Regions from separate parts of the Mus musculus genome. Here regions 1 and 3 are each linked to region 2. The links are chromatin contacts, called in public Micro-C and promoter capture Hi-C maps. All regions are on one chromosome and are shown on one strand. The core of a region is the stretch at or near the end of the contact, and the rest is flanking DNA. Distances in the headings are between cores, read along the strand shown. Region 1 holds the start of Ncoa2 (nuclear receptor coactivator 2). Region 2 holds the start of Msc (musculin). Region 3 holds the start of Lactb2 (lactamase, beta 2).

Region 1 (3,695 bases), core at 951-3,450, 1.4 Mb before region 2:
TCATTTTGTTTACCCAAGAACAAGACAAAAAAATATGCACAGCATAACCAGTAACTTTGTTAAAATGTCACACCCAGACCAAGCACGAAACTTTCAAGGAGACTTGGGAAATTGGTGTTGGTCTGATTAAACAAGATCCCAGTGAGGCCAATTCCAAACAAGAATGCTTTAGCACTCCTAAAAATCACCTCACAAGAGGCCACCCCGCGCCTTTACTCTCAGGGTGCCCTTTCAATTCACCATCGTCCGGGTGCTGGACAGAAGCCCAGTGAAACTAACGCAGACCTTCAAAGATCTCACCTGGTGCTGAGATCCAGAACGCGGTCACTATCAACATATGCCATTTTAAAACCGGGCCTCGCAGTTACTGCCACATCCTGAAGTGGCTTTAGACTTTGTCATGTCTAAAACAACGCCTCTCGCAGCACCAGAGAAAAGCAATATCTTCGCGCACCTATGCAGGTCTCCCCGGGTCACAGATTCTGTGAGTGACACTATTCCACAAACCCAGGTGCGGGTGACCAAGGGACGCGCCAGAGTGGAGGGCTCGCGGCGTCTCCAAGGCTCCCCCGCCCCGCCTGCAACTCAGCCCTAACTGGACGGAAGAAACCCCGCCTCCTTCCTGCCTCTGGCTCCCACCATTGGCTTACCGGTACCCGGCAGGTCAGTTCCTGCCTTCCATTGGCTCACTGCCCCATCAGTCAGGCACAGCCAGATTCGGGTCGGTGGGAGGGGAAGGAGTCGGAGGAGGTGGAGTGGGAGTGGGATTAGAGGACGAGGTGGCGGAGGAGGGTGCTCGAGCTCAGGCTCGGGTTTGGGAAAGTTTCCCCTGCCAGTGACAGGCCCTCTAGGCTTGAGGCCCAACGTCACTCCCGGAGAGTAAGGGGCTCGGGTCCCCGATTCCCGCCCCTCAGTCCGCAGGCCCCGGAAGCCACTTGGGGGAGGGGAAAGGGAGGGACCATGGAAGCAGGGACCGAGCCACCCCCGAGCGCGGCCGCGGCGCCTCCAGGACTCCCCCAGGGGCGGGGTGCGGGCACTCCAGCCCGCGGCGCCGACCCTGGACGCCTCCCCGGGAGCCTCCAGGGGCCCGGAGAGGAGGGTCCCCGGCCCAGGGCGTGACCGGGGCGCGAGGGCCGCCAGGACCCCTCCCGCTTCCCGCGGGGGGCCCCCGAGGGCCTGTCCCTGCAGGGGCCGCAGAAGGGGTACGGAAGAGGGGGCGCTGGCGAGCCAACCCGGAACCTCCTGGCCCGCAGCCCGCCTCCCGCCCCCGGCCGCGGCCCCAGCGCGCCTCCGGCACACATGCCCGCACCCAGAAAGTTAAGTCAGGGGCGAGCCCGGCGCGGCGCCGCCACCGCCGCCGCCGCCCGACCCCGGCTCCCCGCCCCCACCGCGGCCCGGCCTGCGCGGCCCGAGCGCTACCGCCCCGAAGCCACCCAAGCCCGAGGCCCCCCAGACGCCCGAGCCCCCGCCGCCGCCCCTGCCGGCCGCGTCACCTTCACACACCCCCGGCACTTCCCAGGTCCTGCCTCCCCTCGGCCGGCTCCCACCCGTGCAGCAGTGGCCGCACGCCTCCCGGGAAGAAAGCACCGGCCGCGACTGCGCCCGCCGGCCCGGGCTTCCCCCGCCTGCCCGGGCTGCGCCGCGCAGCCTCGAGGGGGCCGGAGCAGGGGCCCGCGGCACAACCGCCGCTTCCCAGCCTGGTGCTCACCTCTCGGCCGGCGCCGCGGGCTGCAGCCTCCACCCGCCTCGCGCTCCAGGGCTCGTCTCCCGAGCTCTCTCGCCCGGCGCCCGAGCGCCTCCTTTCTCTCCCGGGGACTCGGCGTCTTCCCGCCCTCCCCCCTCCCCCCGGGAGCCGAGTCCCCGGCTCGGCCGCGCCTCGAGGATGGGCGTCGCGGGCTCCGCACGCCTGGGCAGCGGTGCCCGCACACAACAACAGCCTGCCCGGCCGGCCGGCGCGCGGCTCCGCCGGGCTGCGCGCACCAAGGGCAGCGGCCCGGGTGGGAATGCGGCGCCCCCCGCCCGCCGCCCGTGAGCCCCCAGGGGAGGCGCGCTTACCAATGTGGCCGTCACGCCGTCAGGTGCGGGCTGCCGTCGGCGCTGACCTCCGCCGCCGCCGCGGGAGCCCAGGCTGCGGCCGCCATGTTCCCGTGTTAATAACTGCTGCCTGGTTGTTTATTTCAATGGAGATCCTCCCCCAGCTCCCTCCTCCTCCTCCCCCTCCTCCTCCGCGGCTCTGCACTTGCGGAGAGAGACACAGACCGCGCGAGCTCGCGAGCAGGGGAGGGGGCTCGGGCACGGGGCTGGCCCGCCCTCCGCCTCCCCGCCGCCTCCGAGCGAACGCTGTCACCGCTCAGGGGACCGGGCGGAAACTTGCGTCCCGCGCCCCCGAGCGTGGGCCCGGGAACACCGGGGCTACCCCACCCGCGGGGTCCTCAGCATCTCCCTGGCTGGCGAGACTTCAGAGCTCGGGGAGTTGGACAAGATGGGTGGCTGTGGTCTAGGGACCGTGACCTATGGGTGACTGGAAGTGAAGGGAGAGTCAACAGAGGACTCCATGCGAGGGCAAAGGGCAATGCCCAAAAGAAAGCTAAAAAGGGGGACTGGCCCGGGCCTGGGGGTGGAGGCCAAGGGACTGCCGCGCCTCCGACGGCAGGGACGCTGCGGCGAGAAGGTCGCGGAAAACCTAGTCCCAGAGGTGCCTCCCGCGCGCGCTCAGGCAGGGCCCGGTAGCCGGCAGCCTGCACCCCTCGGGCGCACCTCTGCACCCAGACGCTGTTCCGGGGCGCACTCCTTGGCCACCATGTCCCCTCGGTTTTTTCGTGGATACGCCTCCCCAATTGCTGTCCCTGAGGTCTCTGGAGGGGATAGAGGGGCGTGACCGCGGGAGGCGAACTTACCGGGGTACCACCCCGGGATTGCCTGACAAAGCAAAGGCTGCTCAGTATTTAGAAAGACCGAGGGGAGTGTTCTCCGCACGCAGTGAGACAACAAAAGTTTTGTTTTGTTTTTTAATTGGGGAATCCATTATCAAATCCTCAATGGAGTATTGGGATTAAGGAGACGTGGAGGAGTTTTCACGTTTAAATGTTGTTTGGTTTTTAACTGGAAAAGCAACTTCTTTTCCATTTAGATATAATTAGTTGAAAGAAATGAGCAACATTTGTTTGCTTAACGGAAGTTATCAAAATATGACAGGAACACGTTTCCTTATTTTAACTCTTATGAAAGGTCACTTGCCATAGACAATAAGTGTTTATTGAACTGTAACGACTTGGCACTGCATTAAGTGATTCACACACACTCCAAATTTTAATCCTCAAACCTTACGAAGTAATTGCTATTTTTATACCTCATAAAACATTGAAACCTAAAGAAGTAATTTTTGTAGAGTTACACAGTAAGCAAGGTGGGCAAGATTTGAGCCCAGGTCCATTAATTGCAAAACATGCTTTTTGATCGTATTTTTTTTTTAGCTCCAGTTTATTATGACAAAGAAAAAGAAAAGTATATGCCTACTTGGCTATAGCTAGAAAATATTTAGAAAGCTGTAACAAATGTTAACATTGGTGAGTGGAATCGGAAGGAGGTCTGCAATAGGCTACTTCACGTTTTTCAGGGAAGTGTCTGCTGTTTGGAATGATTGGTTTTGACCACCTGTTAGTAAATTTTAAGGATTTTTTTTTTAATTAGCTAGA
Region 2 (3,631 bases), core at 1,053-3,552:
ACACTGATTAAACAGAGGAGGGAACTCAGGAAATGAACCCCAGTCTGCAGAGATTTCGAGCAAAACCAGCACCTGGAGTTAATGTCTCCACCTCAACATGTCCTGCCCAGGAAGAGTATGCCACTGTCTGTAGCAACACTGCCCTTAGTGACAGGCCCCCGAAGAGCTCTAATGCCGGCCTTCTTTCTAGTGCTGGGAAACAGCTCTCATCCACGGTCACAGAAGGACCTGGCTGTGCAGGACCTTGCCATCAACCACAAGGCAATCAAGATTAGCTTCAAAACCAACCCGTTTCTGCACTGGACTCAGATAGCAGGCAGGGGGTTGTGATCAGAGCTAAAGCCCTAGGTTTTTACCTGGTCCACGTATTCTTCCCCTGAAACTGGGCTTTCTTTGGTTACAGAAGTTTGCACTGATTTGGGGCACCCATGGCCACCTGCGCTCCAGGAGGGCAAACCACACTTGTCTCCTGTCTTGTTCACAGGCCCAGGGAAAGGAGAAGGTCCAGAATCCAGTGGGACTTCCTTGGCCCAGTCCTTTGCGTTTACCACAATCCATCTAACTGCCCTGTCCCTCTAAGCGGAAGTTCCACAAAGCCTGTTGGCTGCAGAAACGTCTTTGCTGTCAGAGTCTGGGCGTCCAGAGACCACGAATGGCCACGTCTGAAAAAATTGAAATGAGCATCAGTTACGGAGGAGAAACGATCACAAAATGAAACCACTTTCCCAAGGGAATCCCGGCGGTCCCTCGCTTTTATTAGCGTTCTGGAAATGTGTGTGTCTTGTCCTTTGATTAGATTTTTAATCCTACTGGTTACTGATTATTTGAGAGCGACAGCGTACCTTCATGCTTTCCTCATGGGTTGCCCACATGATTTTTCTGTGAAAAGGGCGAGAGTTTAGAATTCTGTGATTTAATGTCCCCCTCCCTCACACACACACACACACACACACACACACACACACACACACACACGCTGCATTCCTTTTTAAATAGGTTTGGATGAGATCTTTCCCAAGCTCATGGAGCTGGCAGGTTAGACAGGGACTTTCCGGACAGTCGCGTCCAGGAAAACTATGTTGCATTAGTGTTTTCTTTTGTTTAAACCACTCAAACGTTTATTTAAAAAAGTTAGGTTCTCCCAATCTCCCCCTTCCCCCTTTAAAGAAAGCAGCACTGGCGATTCAACCCTGCTAGGTTGTTGTCTGGAAAAAGTTGGGCAACTGAGTTTTTGTTTGTTTGGTTGGTTGGTTTGTTTTGTTTTTCCAACTTGGCCTAAAAACTTAGAAATACTCCCAAGTGGGAAGCCACACTTTATCCCAGAAGTAGGGTGTTAACAGATAGCAGTCGCCAGGCAAAGGACCAGGACATTTTCAGATGGCTGGATGATTTTCTCCCAGCAAATGGCTGGCTCCTCTTGCCTTGATTCGGAGGTCACTGAACCAGATTCCTTACCACTGGTTCCAGAAACCTCCCCTCTTGGCTCTTCGTCTGGGGCCGAGCCAGCCCTGGGCCCGGGTAGCGCTCTGGGCTGCTGTCCCCCGGCCTCGAGCGCAGCATCCCTACCAGGTTCACAGGGTGCACATAGCTGTCCTCGTAGCGGTCCTCCTGCAGCAGCTGGCGCAGGTGCGCGATGTAGCTGGAAGCCAGGCGCAGCGTGTCCAGTTTGGAAAGCTTGGTGTCGGGCGGCACCCAGGGCAGGCTGGTCTTCAGTCTGGAGAAGGCTTTGCTCAGCACGCGCATCCGGGCGCGTTCGCGGGCGTTGGCCGCATTCCGCTGCGACTGCTTGCACTCTGCGGCCGAGCCCTTAGGCGGGAGCGGCTTCTTCCCCGCACCGCCTGCGCGGCCACCTGCGCCGCCAGCGTCAGCCCCACGGAGCCGCTTCCTCTTGCATCCTCCCGCGGCTCCCAGGGAGCCGGGCTCCTCTTCACCGTCCTCCTCTTCCGCAGAAGAAATGTCGCTGGGCGAGCCGTAACCGCGCTCCATGCGGAGCAGGGGCGGCCTCTTGGAGGCCGGGGCCGGGTAGACCCTCTGCAGCCCCCTCATCTCCGAGTCTTCGGGGTCACTCACCGAGCCGGTGGACATCGCCTATTCCCCGGCGCCCACGCGCGCGCGCCTTTCTCCTCCCCGGCCAGTCTCGCTTTCTCTGGCTTCTTCTCTCTGACAGAGGATGGGGTGTGGGAGAGCCCAGGGGAGGACCAGAGACCAGGGCTTGCCTCCGCACTGAGGCTCCCCTGTGAGCTGGGCGCCTGGAGTGGGCGCGATCTGCTGCTGACCCTGTAGCCCAGGGCTCTGCTGAACTTGACTCCGGATCCAAAAGTACAGCCGCGAGCTGAGCCTTTTGACAGGACTATTTATCTGTACTCTTAGGGAAAAGCCACCCCCCTCCCCCTCGGCAAAGTAGAGGGGGCTTGAAAGGGGGACAAGAGGTGGGGCAGGGGCGTGGAAGGGGTGGGGATCGTTTTTTCCCCCCTGAACCCTGCGGTTAGCGGGGCGGGGGCAAGGAATGTTTGCGCGCAAAGCAAAGACTTAGGCCTCTACGCCCACGACTGACCCTCAGAGTATCTGTGCGAGGTAAGTGAGATTTGGGAACAAAAAGAAAAGACCTTGTTCCTACTCATTCCATTTTCACCTGCAGCTGGTCTTAGTGGGAACTGAAGAATCTGAGCATGCCCAGTGCGGCTTGTCTCCCAGTGTGTTCCTGGGGACCTGTCATTCAAGTTCATTACTCAAGATGTGTGTTTGCTTATCCAAGGCTTCATAGAACGAGTACAGAGAAAGAGCAAAAACTAAGGAGCAGCTCCAATGACCCATCTCTTGACCCCCATCCCCCCTCCGCCCCCGCTTTTATAGTTCACATGGCAGCGCTTTTTTTCTACTTTGTCTTGTTTCATCTTCAAGCAATTTCTGAAACTTACATGTTATGATGTCCATCTTGCAAAATCACTGGGAGAGCAAATAAGTGGGATCAGGAATCTGTGTGTTTGTAGCATTTCAGTAGCCACAAGCCTCCTAACCTACACATCAAGAGATGTTATTTTCCACTGTTGTAAGATTTCCTCCGCGTGATTAAGGTTTGGACTCAGACCCAACGCTTTGAGAGCAAGTTCTTGGATGCAGAATAGTATGTCAGCACAGTTGCCTTGCCAAAATTAAAGAGAAAGGAAAGGGGAAAAGCAAAGCAAAGAAAGACCAATAACAACCAAAACCCAAAGGACTACCAAGCAGCCCCTAGAATTGTGCTGCATTTCAAGTCACAACAAAACACCTTGCCTTCCCCAACCCCAGAGCAGACAAAACAAGGTGGAAGGCAGGCCAAGTGTGCTCAAGCTGAGGGGCTTTGTTAACAAACAGACAGGTGTCAGCCGGGACTCCCGCTGTGCTCCAGACGGAGGAATTGGTGCCCTTAAAGGGTTGGGGTTTGACTGCCTTGGCTGAGCAGAAGGAAGCTGAGTTTCTTTTCTGTTCCACTCTGTTGTCTTCTTGTACTTCTCCTCTCACAGGTTCCAGATGAGAGTGGGTCAAGCAGATACGCGGATGCAGAAGCTGCCTAGCAAATTCTAGTCTTTACAGCAGAACAAATAGCTGAGCCCTGAGCCTGAAGTATCATAGCAGGTGGCTGGCAGGGGTT
Region 3 (3,409 bases), core at 495-2,994, 1.1 Mb before region 2:
AGAACTGAATGGGTTAATAGAAGTCAAAACCACATTGCCAAGATGGCTTGGATGTGTGCCAGGAGGAGAAAAATGTTAAGGAGTGTTTAAGCGTTTTGTTTGCTCAAATACAGTGATGGTTCTGTTTATAAGATCAACTCAGGAAGGCCTGTGCTTCACTTTAGTAGGGTTCAGTCTGAAGAGCACAGGTAATGGGGGAGAGTTAAGAAAACACACACACACACACATACACACTCACTTGCACACACACATACGCATGCATGACACACAACTGTAACTGAATAGCATGAAGTTAGGATTGCATTTAGAGAAGTACAAAACTCTGATAAAGATGGAGAATGAGAGACCAGCAGCTAGAGAGGATGTTGTGTCAGCAAGGAGGGATTGGCCAATGAGCCCCAAAGTTAGCAGAAACAGAAGTGTAAAAATGAGTTCAATGATATAGTGCCACCTATCATCTTAGACCTTTTTGTGATGCGGAGCAGTGGACACAAGTCTTGAACATCTGCTTTGGACCCAGTTAATATTTGTTTCTAATCACCCTTTAGTTTGAGTAGCATCATCTGCACGTTAATTATTTTACCATTACTTACTACCTAAAGAGCCTATAAAAATAAAACTATTACTTAAGTACAATATATGATTCCAGTGAACATTTGTGCTTAGCAACTGTTCATCTTAGTAACTTCTTCATCCAGTTTGCATAGAAACCAGCCATCTATTTTAACCCTCGAAGAAAAGCAGGCTGTGTTGAATGTCCTGGAACCATACAGCAAACTCCAGCAGGGCATTCTCCAGGGTTATTCAGACTATTTGCAATTTCCGGCTTAGGTGCTGACTTCAGAATGGGTTTAAAGTGGCACATCGAAGAGATTGTCCTGGGCTCAGACCATACTCTAGAGGTTAGGCACTCTGCTGCTAAAAGCATGCCGGAAGCCTAAAGGTCCCGTACTTTCCCCTGGCCTGATTCACTCTGGGCTAAACCTTTTATGTCTACTTTTAGAGTCCGATGCTTGTAAATATCCTTTACTCTAGAAGAGTTAATATAATAGAGACTTTAAACGCAAACAAGATATGCTTGTCATACACGATTAGTAGAAAAAGCAAGAGTTAGTTTCTCCTACCCACAGGCTGGGTTGCTCTGTCGGGTTTAGACTCCGGTTGAACTAGAAGCAAATTCTGCCCTCTACTGTAAGAGACTGGATTTAGTATAGTCAATTGCTTACAGTAAACTTTTAAGGGCCTAGTTATATGACCCAACCAAGCCTGAAAGTGGCTATGTAGCCTAGGATGGCCTCGTACTGGGGGCGACCTCCTGCCTCTGCGTTCCAAACACTGGATTTCAAGTGTGCACTAACACACAGGCTACGGTAAACTCACTCGGTCACCACCTGCGGGCAGCGAGACAGCAAGTAAACTGTGAGTCAGACTTGGGAAGCCTGTGCTTTTCTTACACCCTCTGTCCTCCGCAGAGCTCGGGGACGCGCTGGGGGCTAGCCTGGCCTCTCGCTGCCTCCCTGCCACGTGACTGCGTGAGCTGCGGGGGCTCGGGGGTGGCGTTTACCTGCTGCCGGTCCCCACCAGGTACGTGTTGGTGCCTTGCAGGGTCATGGGACCCGGGTTGCAGCCCAACACGCGCACCACCCGACTGGACAGCTGCTCGATGCGCTGCAGAGCGGCAGCCATCTCTCTATCTACCTCGGTGACCGCCGGCACCCGAATTCCAAGTCACTCAGCGTGCTGCGACCTCAGGCTCGGAGGGCAGGGCGGCGGTCTCGTGACGTCAGGCCCGGCGCGGATCACGTGGGACTTCGCTCAGTGGCCCGGAGCGGATTGGCGGCCACTATCTTACGACTTGCTGGCACGCCCGTCAGCCAAGTGACGGGGGTGGGGTGGAGGGATGAGTTCGCGGTGACTGTGGCATGAGGTGGCCTGACCCGCCCGCACTGGCCTCAGCCGGCTCCGTCGCTGAGCTTCTTGTGTCTCTGAGCCTTGTTTCCAAGTAGCTTTACATATCCATAAAGAAGAATGCAGTTACTTCATTGAAGTTAACCTCCAGAAGTGGGGGAGGGAAGGTCACAAGCTAGGCAGGTATGGGGAGTATTTACTGAGTCACCAACTTAGGAAGGAATGGCAGGCTGGTGATTTGAAGAATAGCTTACCTTTTACAATAAATGATGGCAACCAATGCTTACTTGTACCTGTGTGCGTCTAGCCAAGGGCCACCTCCGAACATTACTTTTTAATCCTCAACAACAGGAAAAAAAAAAAAAAGTAAAGAAAAGAAAGAAAGAAAATAAAAGCGACTGTGCATATCTGCAGAGGCCAGAAGACAATTTGACAATTTCAGGTGACTCAGGAACTGTGCATACCCTTCACCAGTGTTGACTTGCCACCCAGGCCAGACTGGCCAGCGGTTGACAGCCCCAGAGATTCCCATGTCTCCATCTCCCCAGTACAGGCATTATAAAAATGAGACACCATGCCCCACATTTTTACATAGGTTCTGGGGGATCAGCCTCTGCTTGTCGTGCTTATAAGGCAATCACTTTAATAACTGATCTATCGCCCCAAACCCCATTAGTTATCTACTCTTAAAATCCCACGTAGTTCTTAACTCTTTTTTTTTTTTTTTCGAGACAGGGTTTCTCTGTGTAGCCCTGGCTGTCCTGGAACTCACTTTGTAGACCAGGCTGGCCTTGAACTCAGAAATATGCCTGCCTCTGCCTCCCAAGTGCTGGGATTAAAGGCGTGCGCCACCACCACCCGGCAGTTCTTAACTCTTAACAGGCACAATTTCCCCCCATTTTATAAATGTAAATTGGAGTTTGGGAGAGCCAAGCTCTGCTTCCACTTGTTTTACATGAGCACATGGTGCTATCTGCGCAGAGTGGAGGGGCTTGTTTATCTCCTCTCTATCCTACCCTTGCCAAGGGAAATAGGTTGGTTTAGTGTCCAAGGTGAAAGTGATATAATTGCTCTGTCTTTTCCAATTTTCTCTGCCTTTCCCAATCAGCAAGTATTAAGCATTGCTTCCCACTTTAAAATTTTTAGTTATAAGTTACTTATAAGAAAATGCACAGATCCTAAGATATCCATCAAATTATGATGAATATATACCACAAAAGAGATGTAGAGTGTATTCACTACCTTAGCCTACTCCTTTTAGGAATATGGCTCCTCCAGCAAATGCTGAGGCACACAACCAAGACTGAATTCACTATGTAGAAGAAAAACCTGGGTGGACAGTCTGGGACAACCCAGTAAGGCTGTCTTTCTCTGTGAAGTATGCGACTGCATGCTTACTTGAGTGGAGTCTAGTGCATGGATATATGTTGGTCTGCGTCCGCTGGGCATGGCCTCTTGGAGAGTTTGACTGTGTCTACAGCTGGTGGGATGGGTGCAGTGC

Evidence for each region. Promoter capture Hi-C pulls out the DNA fragments that hold promoters and counts their contacts. A called contact is a pair of places that touch in the nucleus more often than the background predicts.
Region 1: a contact with region 2 is called in a Micro-C map of embryonic stem cells, with 3 times the contacts expected there. The contact joins the promoter of Ncoa2 here to the promoter of Msc in region 2. A contact is called at or near these places in 2 of 484 Hi-C or Micro-C datasets (both in embryonic stem cells).
Region 3: a promoter capture Hi-C map of embryonic stem cells shows a contact between it and region 2, with 4 times the contacts expected there. The contact joins the promoter of Lactb2 here to the promoter of Msc in region 2. A contact is called at or near these places in 5 of 39 promoter capture datasets (the 3T3-L1 cell line, the C10 cell line, cranial neural crest and 2 more), 7 of 115 datasets of contacts at active chromatin or transcription factors (astrocytes, embryonic stem cells, extraembryonic endoderm stem cells and 1 more) and 2 of 9 other capture datasets (adipose tissue and embryonic stem cells).

What each region holds. Positions count from the first base shown.
Region 1 is chr1:13,371,883-13,375,577 of GRCm38.p6, forward strand. It overlaps Ncoa2 (nuclear receptor coactivator 2), which reads right to left and starts at 2,201. Exons shown (of 23, transcript NM_008678.3): 1 at 2,056-2,201.
Region 2 is chr1:14,753,664-14,757,294 of GRCm38.p6, forward strand. Msc (musculin) reads right to left here and starts at 2,303. Exons shown (of 2, transcript NM_010827.2): 1 at 1,567-2,303; 2 at 1-662. The coding sequence starts at 2,085. The coding sequence ends at 576. It overlaps Gm9947 (a long non-coding RNA gene), which reads left to right and starts at 2,324. Exons shown (of 4, transcript XR_003947744.1): 1 at 2,324-2,574.
Region 3 is chr1:13,658,765-13,662,173 of GRCm38.p6, forward strand. Lactb2 (lactamase, beta 2) reads right to left here and starts at 1,745. Exons shown (of 7, transcript NM_145381.2): 1 at 1,565-1,745. The coding sequence starts at 1,686.